2 separate regions of the Mus musculus genome follow, and region 2 is linked to region 1. Evidence: chromatin contacts called from public Hi-C data. All regions are on one chromosome and are shown on one strand. The core of a region is the stretch at or near the end of the contact, and the rest is flanking DNA. Distances in the headings are between cores, read along the strand shown.

The links. Hi-C and Micro-C count contacts between places; a contact is called where the count stands out from the background.
Region 2: a contact with region 1 is called in a Hi-C map of group 2 innate lymphoid cells, with 2.2 times the contacts expected there. The contact joins the enhancer-like site here to the promoter of Irgm1 in region 1. A contact is called at or near these places in 21 of 39 promoter capture datasets (the 3T3-L1 cell line, 3T3-L1-derived adipocytes, the C10 cell line and 14 more), 14 of 484 Hi-C or Micro-C datasets (the AML12 cell line, the C10 cell line, the C2C12 cell line and 8 more), 7 of 115 datasets of contacts at active chromatin or transcription factors (CD8 T cells, the SCID.adh cell line, embryonic stem cells and 4 more) and 4 of 9 other capture datasets (adipose tissue, liver, macrophages and 1 more).

What each region holds. Positions count from the first base shown.
Region 1 is chr11:48,868,751-48,872,824 of GRCm38.p6, reverse strand. Irgm1 (immunity-related GTPase family M member 1) reads left to right here and starts at 1,405. Exons shown (of 3, transcript NM_008326.2): 1 at 1,405-1,731; 2 at 4,045-4,074.
Region 2 is chr11:48,906,393-48,910,296 of GRCm38.p6, reverse strand. Gm12185 (predicted gene 12185) reads left to right here. Exons shown (of 3, transcript NM_001045540.2): 3 at 1,818-3,904. The coding sequence ends at 3,140. Among named protein-coding and RNA genes, the nearest start is that of Gm5431, 6.2 kb to the right of the region's middle. Within about 2 kb of position 2,041, at least 4 of the 459 cell types and tissues checked have an H3K27ac peak or open chromatin away from gene starts, as enhancers often do. A contact at or near this core is called in the G1E-ER4 cell line and group 2 innate lymphoid cells, where this site is marked.

The DNA of each region.
Region 1 (4,074 bases), core at 156-2,655:
CAGGAGCAAGAGCCTGAGAGAACTAACTCTGAGCTCAAGGGAGACCCTGGCCCTGGGGAAACACAAAGTGCTGAGTTGAAATGCTGGCTCACTGAGACAGAAGGTTCCAGAAACTCTCTTCCTGGCCTTCCTGTACTGTGCTCAGACCTGTTCCTGTTTGTTCTTATAGAAATCACATAAAGAAAGCAGGACATACAGATTGTCCAGTCTCTCAAAGACAGACATTGAAACTAGCCTGCTTTCTCCTCAGGCTTTGAGGAGAAGCTGAGGGCTTAGAGGAATCAAACAAGGACAGATCCTGGCTATCACTCAAGGCCTCCAGTTCATTAAACAACAGCTCACACTTGTTCCTCTTCTCAGCAACTCAGTCTTTTCCGGTAAGGAGAAAGAGAAAGCCACCAGCGCCGGTAGAGGATCACATTACTGGTCACTTGGAGGGGTGACAAAGGGCTCCTTGTGACCAGAGGATCACATTGCCCAAACCTCTGGGCAATACTGAGCCTGTAATGGGCAGAAGTAGAGTTTGGAACACTGGTTAGTGCCTGTGTGAGGAGCCGCCTCATTCCTCCTGGCCCAATCTGTCTCCCTCTCGCAGTGACTATGGAACAGGCTCAGCTCTGCCCCTCTTTGCTGTGCAGTAAGAACTCACCGGTAGGTACAGAAGAGCAGCAGAGAGAATAACAGCCGCCCGACACTCTGAAAGCTACTTGGCTCCTCTTCGCTGCCCCCTCTGTCACTGTGACCGTGGCCGGTTGCTTTAAAAAAAAAAAATTCTGTTTTTCTTCATGAAAACGTTACACAGGGGTCAGTGCTTCTATGCCATGGTCAAAGCGTCCAGCCCCTGCGTTTACTCTCTAATAATCTACCTCCTAGATCTGAGGAAAATGAAGTATGTCCCCTCTCAGCTCATACCCTCTTCCCTCTCAAACACTAACGAGGACAAGAACCCGATTCTCGACTCCCTGGTGCTCTGACATTCTCCTTTATATAGAGAGGTGTGATTAATCAAGTGAGCCGGCAAACGGGGTAAACGATCATACAGAACAAGGTCTCAGTGCAGCCTCCAAGCTCGGGGTGGCCTGAGGTTGCTGGGTCTGGAGGTTAGCATTGCCCAGGGCCAGCATCTCCACAGGTGGTATCCACGGAAAGAAGTAGCAGGTTCAGACACTGGAAGGTCTGACGCGGGGCTGGCTGTTAAAGTCCCTAAACAGACACAACTCCAACCCCAACGCCCCCACCCTCCACTTCCACCACCACCTCCAATCCCTCATCCCGACCCCTGTTGACGGTGAGTCAGCACAGCAGGGTTCTGCTCCTCTTTGAAGACTACTATGCAGCCCGCCCAGCCTAATCCTGAAAACTAGCCTGTTTCAAGAAATAGAAACCGAAACTGATTCTCAATTCGAGTCCGTCCCCCCCCCGCTCCCCCGCTGGGCCCAGGCAGGCATATCTCCGGTCTAGAAAGTGCAGGACAAAAAGCAAGGTCTGCTCGAAGACCAGAAGCTGAAAGAAAATCCACGCGATCAGACCTCCTCTTGGTTCGTCTCCTCTCAGAAGGACTCCAGACCTCTGCATCTCATCTCTCAACATCCGGGTCTATATTCCAGTTTTGGATCTCTACATAGGGAACTTCTGCCGGAGGACAGCAACGTTTTTGTCCTAGGAAGAAAGGGGTGACGTTCCAGGAAGGCCACTAACATCGAATCACACATAATAACTCCTCTGGATCAGGTAAGTAAAAGTCTCTTAAATGTAGCTTGGCCACCCCCAATCTAATATGAATCCCCCAATATAATATGAACGGTAAAACCGTGAAAACAGGTCATGTGACCTTGGGGTCTGGTTTCTTTTGCTCAGGCAGTGTCCACAGCAGAGCCTCACTTTGACTGTCTAGTACCACACAGCCCTGCTGTATCTTTGCTGTTCAGATATATCTAAACCACCAGCCTGGAGGCAAATGCGTACCTCACCTTATTTCTGGCCTTGTGGTTCTTCTAATGCTGGCTAAATTTGAAGGAGGGCAGAGCGTGCCAACCCATATTCTCTTGGAATTTAAGATAGCGTCTCTTCATAGCTCCACAAAATAAACGCCCAGGATTAGAATGGACCACAGGCAATATCTAGGATACATGAAAAAAATAGGGGGGGGGGGAGGTTTGTTTCTTATCTGGACTACCCATGGAATAGGAATCTCAGAGTAGGTTTTGAGTATAAGGTATCATAGTGACCTTTTTGTCTGACTCCATTAAAATGTTTTATTTGCATTGGAGAAAGTGTCTCTGTTTAAGGAACCACCTCCTTCACTAGTCTGTAAGTTTATAGTTAATGAGATGGGAGCTTTTCAAATACCATCTTCCCAGAGCATGTGGGTTCAGTACTGTCCCCATTCACCGTGAGCAAGTTTATCACACTTTCCAAAGATAAATAAATATCAGAGGGAATTGTGTGGTCCCTGCTACCTTTCATGCAGCTATGGGCAAGTGTGTGCGAGCATGCTCTCCGTTCTGTGTCGGTTGCGAGACTCGAAAGACATTTCCTCACGGGTCTCATCCTCTTTCCCAGATTGACAGCCACAAGGATCTATATTCTTCTTTGGGGATCTTCGCCCCTGTGCAGAGAGGTGAAATAGGAGTATAATCTGGTCATGATCCTCAAAAAAGGAAGTGGAGGGTCACTTGAATCCCAGAAAGAATTCTAAGGGCTCTTTGTAAATACTGGGTTGGAGTTCTGAGGCACGGTATCCCAAGGCTGTCCACACCAACATTCCTGTGTGGCTCCTGGAGGATCCTGCAGCTTCATACAGTTATCCATGCCCTTTCCCAGTCTGCTTGTAATGTATGGACTTCAGCAGCCCTCCTGAGAGTTACTGGCTCCTGCGTGCAGCTGTGACCTGCACCATCCCGGGTGTGCAGGCAGGTCCAGGGTCCAGCACCGGGTGCTCTCGGGTGTGCAGGCAGGTGGGAAGTCTCCATCTACAGTCACAGTTACATAAATAGTTCTGAGAAAGCATGGTTTGCTCTCATCTTCTACTCTGGTGAGTGGAACTCAGTTAAGTAAAACCAATACAGAACTAGACCCTGGCTAATGATAGGTGAGATGGAGGGGAGAGAATTGCCTTGAGGACAAGACACTACTGAATGTCACACAGCTTCTTGTCTGTGTACCCCGTCTCTGCACCCCATTACAGAATGTTTTCAACCCCTGAAGTTTGTCCAGCTTCATCCCCCTGGCTTCCAGCCAGCTTTGTCTCAGACTTTATCACCAGCCCACTCTGGTGCCTATACACCCAGCTCAGGGCCCCTTGACACTGAAGCAGGAAGTACAGCCCTGGATATTCCGTAGCTTGGCCAGTCTGACATGAGAACTGCTGGAGGGGGACCCTGAATGGCTTCTATAGTCAAAGGCTGGACAGGCTGGCAGCCCCTATGCAGATGTGATATGTGACGGCAACCTTTCCCATGTCCTCCCTCTCACTGAATTCTGGACATCTTTGTAGTTATTTGATAAAGCACCTTGGTCTGTTGATGAGTTTAACCCTAAACCAAGTTCTATAGAGTTGGAGAAGCTGGGGAGAGCTCCTTTATCAGTGTAGTTCAGTTATGTGGTGCTTATAAGAGAGGGCAGAAAAATTGGTCTCCAACATTATGAAATGTGTGTCCATATAAAGGGTAAGTGACAATTGGTGGCAGTGAGTAGATCAAGGTTTCCAAACAAAACCCCTCAGCATGCATCAAATCCTCTGTTTAGTAGGACTGTCTTCATCGTAAAGACAGAAACGTGGAGTCATATTGCAGGGATCAGCCTTTGGATTTCTTACATACTCTGTGTATAGTTCAGGACTTAGACACAGTATACACAGGTTCTTAGACACAGTGTTATAGCCCTGTAATCTCAGCACTAGGGAAACCAAGATAGGACGATCATAAGTTTCAGGTCAGCCTGGGCTACAAAGGAAGACCCTGGGGGAAAAAAAAAGACTATTTTTTCATATGTCCCTGTTTCTTTGCCCACAATCAACAATAATGAATACCACTTATCTAATAGGGTTTGAGGAGTATTAAGTGAGATAAGGCA
Region 2 (3,904 bases), core at 792-3,291, 37 kb before region 1:
AATTCTTTAAGGGATTTTTGTGTTTCCTCTTTAAGGGCTCCTACCTGTTTACCTGTGTTCTCCTGTATTTCTTTAAGGGAGTTATATATGTCCTTAAAGTCCTCTTTTGTCATCATGACAAATGTCTATAGATCCCAGCTTTGCTTTTCTGAGTGATTGTGTATCCAGGACTTGCTATGGTGGGAGTATTGGGTTCTGATGATTCCAGGTAACCTTGGACTGGATTGTGTTGCTTGTGTTCTTATGCTTGCCTCCCACCATCTGGTTATCTCTAGTGCTACCTGCCCTGGCTATATCTGACTGCAGCCTGTCCTTCTTGTCATCCTAGTTGTGTCAGAACTCCTCAGAGTCCAGCTGTCTCTGGGATCCTGTGATTCTGGGATCCTGGGATCCTGAGAACCTGGGTGTAGCAGAGCTCCTAGGAGTCAAGATGTTTCTGGGACCCTGAGATTCTGGTGTGACCAGGCTCCTGGATCCGGGGATCCTAAGCATATTAGAGCACCCGGGAGTGGAGCTTCCTCTGTGTGTTGTGGGATTCACTTTGGAGTTTGCACCCAAGGTCTGCTCAGGGAACCAGCCCAGACAGACCAAAAGGAATCCATGTCACTGGTCTGGAGGAGTTCCTGCCTGCCTGAGTCCTGCTGGCCTCAGTTACTCCTGGTGTTGGGACAGATGATGTGTCCTCCTCACCTCTTTTATTCAGGTTTCTTAACTTTTAAAGGAGTCATTTTCTTCTTTTAGTGGATTCTTTAACATCTCTTCCTATATTTGTTTCTTCCTTGCTGACTTTCCTCTGTATCCATTTGGGATTTTCATCTTTCTGGGTTGTTTCCTTGAGGCTTGTGGATTGAACACTAGAAAACAGGGACACAGAGAATATCTTAGGAAACTGCTTACAATGAGATGATCCCCTACCTCCCCAGCTGATAAATAAAATTTAAAAAATAGCATATCTCCTTTCAAATAAACCTTTTTAACATCTAGTTTTGAAGATTCAAATAAGCACACATTGCCTGTTATGTATTTGCCCTCAGTTCCCTTGTCCCCCAGACAGATTAACTTCTACTTTCATGTCATATCTACGATATAACTTTTATATTTATACAAAATCTAAGATATGAGAATGAGAAAATGTATTCGTCTTTCTGAGACTAGCTTTATTGTCTTAATGTGACTACCTACAGTTATATCCACTTTCCTACGAAGGAGATAATTTCAATCTTCGTTACGGCTCAAGAGAAGTCAATTACACATACCTAGTAGTGTATCCAACCCTCTGTTAGGCCTGTCAAGAATCTTTTCTGCTACTGCCCCATGCTCCTTCTCCCTTAATAAACAGACTACACAAGTAAAAGTAAAAATGCTGTCCTAAGGAAGAAGAGGTCATGAGGTCCAGGAAGCAATGCTCTAAGCACTCAAAGAAGGCAGGGAGCCTTTCCATGAGATATGTTGTTTGAAGTATTTGATATCTTGACATATGCCTTTAAAGATATTACAACCTATGCCTATTATCTGTAATGGTAGTAGACAGAATGCAACAACTTAACTTAAAAAGTAAACAATGCTAAAGGTCACTGGATGGAACTGATCATGCTTGGGACAGCAAAGGAGGCAGGAAACCACAGAAAAAGATAAAAGCTGAATGAGGGCACGTGACATGCACAGCAAACATTGACCCAGCAGCTAGGAACAGTAAGGGAGATGATCTGATAATAATGGTTATCAGAAGCTGAGGTCCTTCTTTACCATTAAAACAAACTGGGAGGTCTTGCCCTGCTAGACAAATAATGAGTGTCTCCCTTTTCTTCTCTATTCAGCATCCTCCACTGAACACAGCTACATGCCAGACTTCCACTGGCAGGACTTCTCAGATAACGGCTCAACTTTTGGAATTCAACTTTAAAAATTTTTTTAAAAATTTCAAGAAGGAAAGCAAAATCCTCTCTGAAGAAACCATCACTTTGATTGAATCCCATCTGGAGAATAAGAACCTCAAAGAGGCACTGACTGTGATTAGTCATGCTCTGCGAAATATTGACAAAGCCCCACTGAACATTGCTGTGACTGGAGAAACAGGAACAGGGAAATCCAGCTTTATCAATGCCTTGAGAGGAATAAGTAGTGAAGAAAAAGATGCAGCCCCCACTGGGGTAATAGAGACAACCATGAAGAGAACTCCATACCCACACCCAAAGCTTCCCAATGTGACAATATGGGACCTGCCTGGCATTGGGTCAACCAACTTCCCACCACAAAACTATCTGACAGAAATGAAGTTTGGTGAGTATGACTTCTTCATTATCATCTCAGCTACACGCTTCAAAGAAATTGATGCACATCTGGCCAAAGCCATTGCAAAGATGAACATAAAGTTCTACTTTGTCCGAACCAAGATAGATCAAGATATCAGTAATGAACAGAGGAGTAAACCTAAGTCTTTCAATAGAGACAGTGTCTTAAAGAAAATAAAAGATGAATGCTTGGGTCTTCTCCAGAAGGTTCTCTCCAGTCAGCCTCCAATCTTCCTAGTCTCTAACTTTGATGTGTCTGACTTTGACTTCCCAAAGCTGGAGACCACCCTACTGAAGGAACTCCCAGCCCACAAGCGCCACCTCTTCATGATGTCCTTGCACAGTGTTACTGAGACTACCATTGCCCGGAAGAGGGATTTCCTCAGACAGAAGATCTGGCTGGAGGCCCTGAAGGCTGGACTATGGGCCACCATTCCACTTGGGGGCTTAGTCAGAGATAAAATGCAGAAGTTGGAAGAGACCTTGACTCTCTACAGGTCTTACTTTGGGCTGGATGAAGCCTCACTAGAAAATATTGCCAAGGATTTCAATGTGTCTGTGAATGAAATTAAGGCACACCTTAGGTCTCTCCAGTTGTTAACAAAGAACAATGACATGTCCTTCAAAGAAAAACTGTTGAAATATATTGAATATATTTCCTGTGTTACTGGGGGACCACTTGCCTCAGGCCTTTACTTTAGTAAGACTTACTACTGGCAAAGTCTCTTCATTGATACTGTGGCAAGTGATGCCAAGTCTCTCCTTAATAAGGAAGAGTTTTTGTCAGAGAAGCCAGGATCGTGCCTGTCTGACCTCCCTGAATACTGGGAAACAGGAATGGAGCTGTGAGGTACTAACCTTTGGACTGGCTTCAGACATGGACTTAACGCCTACTTTTAGCATCAGATATTTTCTGGGAAAGACCAGAGGATTAATTTCTTTCAGAGACAGAATACCACTCTGGCAAGAAAAAAAGAGTCATCCCCAGTATAAGCACAGTCTTCCATTAAAATATCACCATGAGAATTTATGGTTGTATACATATGACTTGCAATATTTTGTCTAATTAAACTGGGTTCTTTTGTCCCAAGGAGATTCCCCAAGCAGTGCCACACTCTCCTAAGTTAAAGAAGTTAGCAGACCGTATAACCATTTGTGTTTTTCTGTATCTGCATCATTTTGAGAATAATGACACTAGGTTGTTGTTTCTTGCATTAATGCTTATACCCTAGGTAAGCTTGTTCTCCAACTCGTTTATACCTAAAATAACCTGTTTGTCGATTCTGTCTGAAATGCGGCTGGTTGCCTCTTCTCACACAACTTCCTCCACAACCTGGTGGTGAATCTCTTCAGCCTCACTCTTTCCCAGAGTTCCTTTTTCTCAGGCAGTTGTCTCACCCATTTTTTCCTGACTCTCTACGCGCCATTCAGCTCTTTGTGGACAGATGATGCTTTGACACCATGCACAAGAGCTGATTGACACAATCCTCTCTTGAACTTCGTTGGGGGTTTGGGAAGTACAGGGGTCACGTTCCCAGCACACATCTCCACATTAGGTGGTATGGCCTTAGACATAGTAGGCACACAGCACATGGGATGATGACCATTGTCGA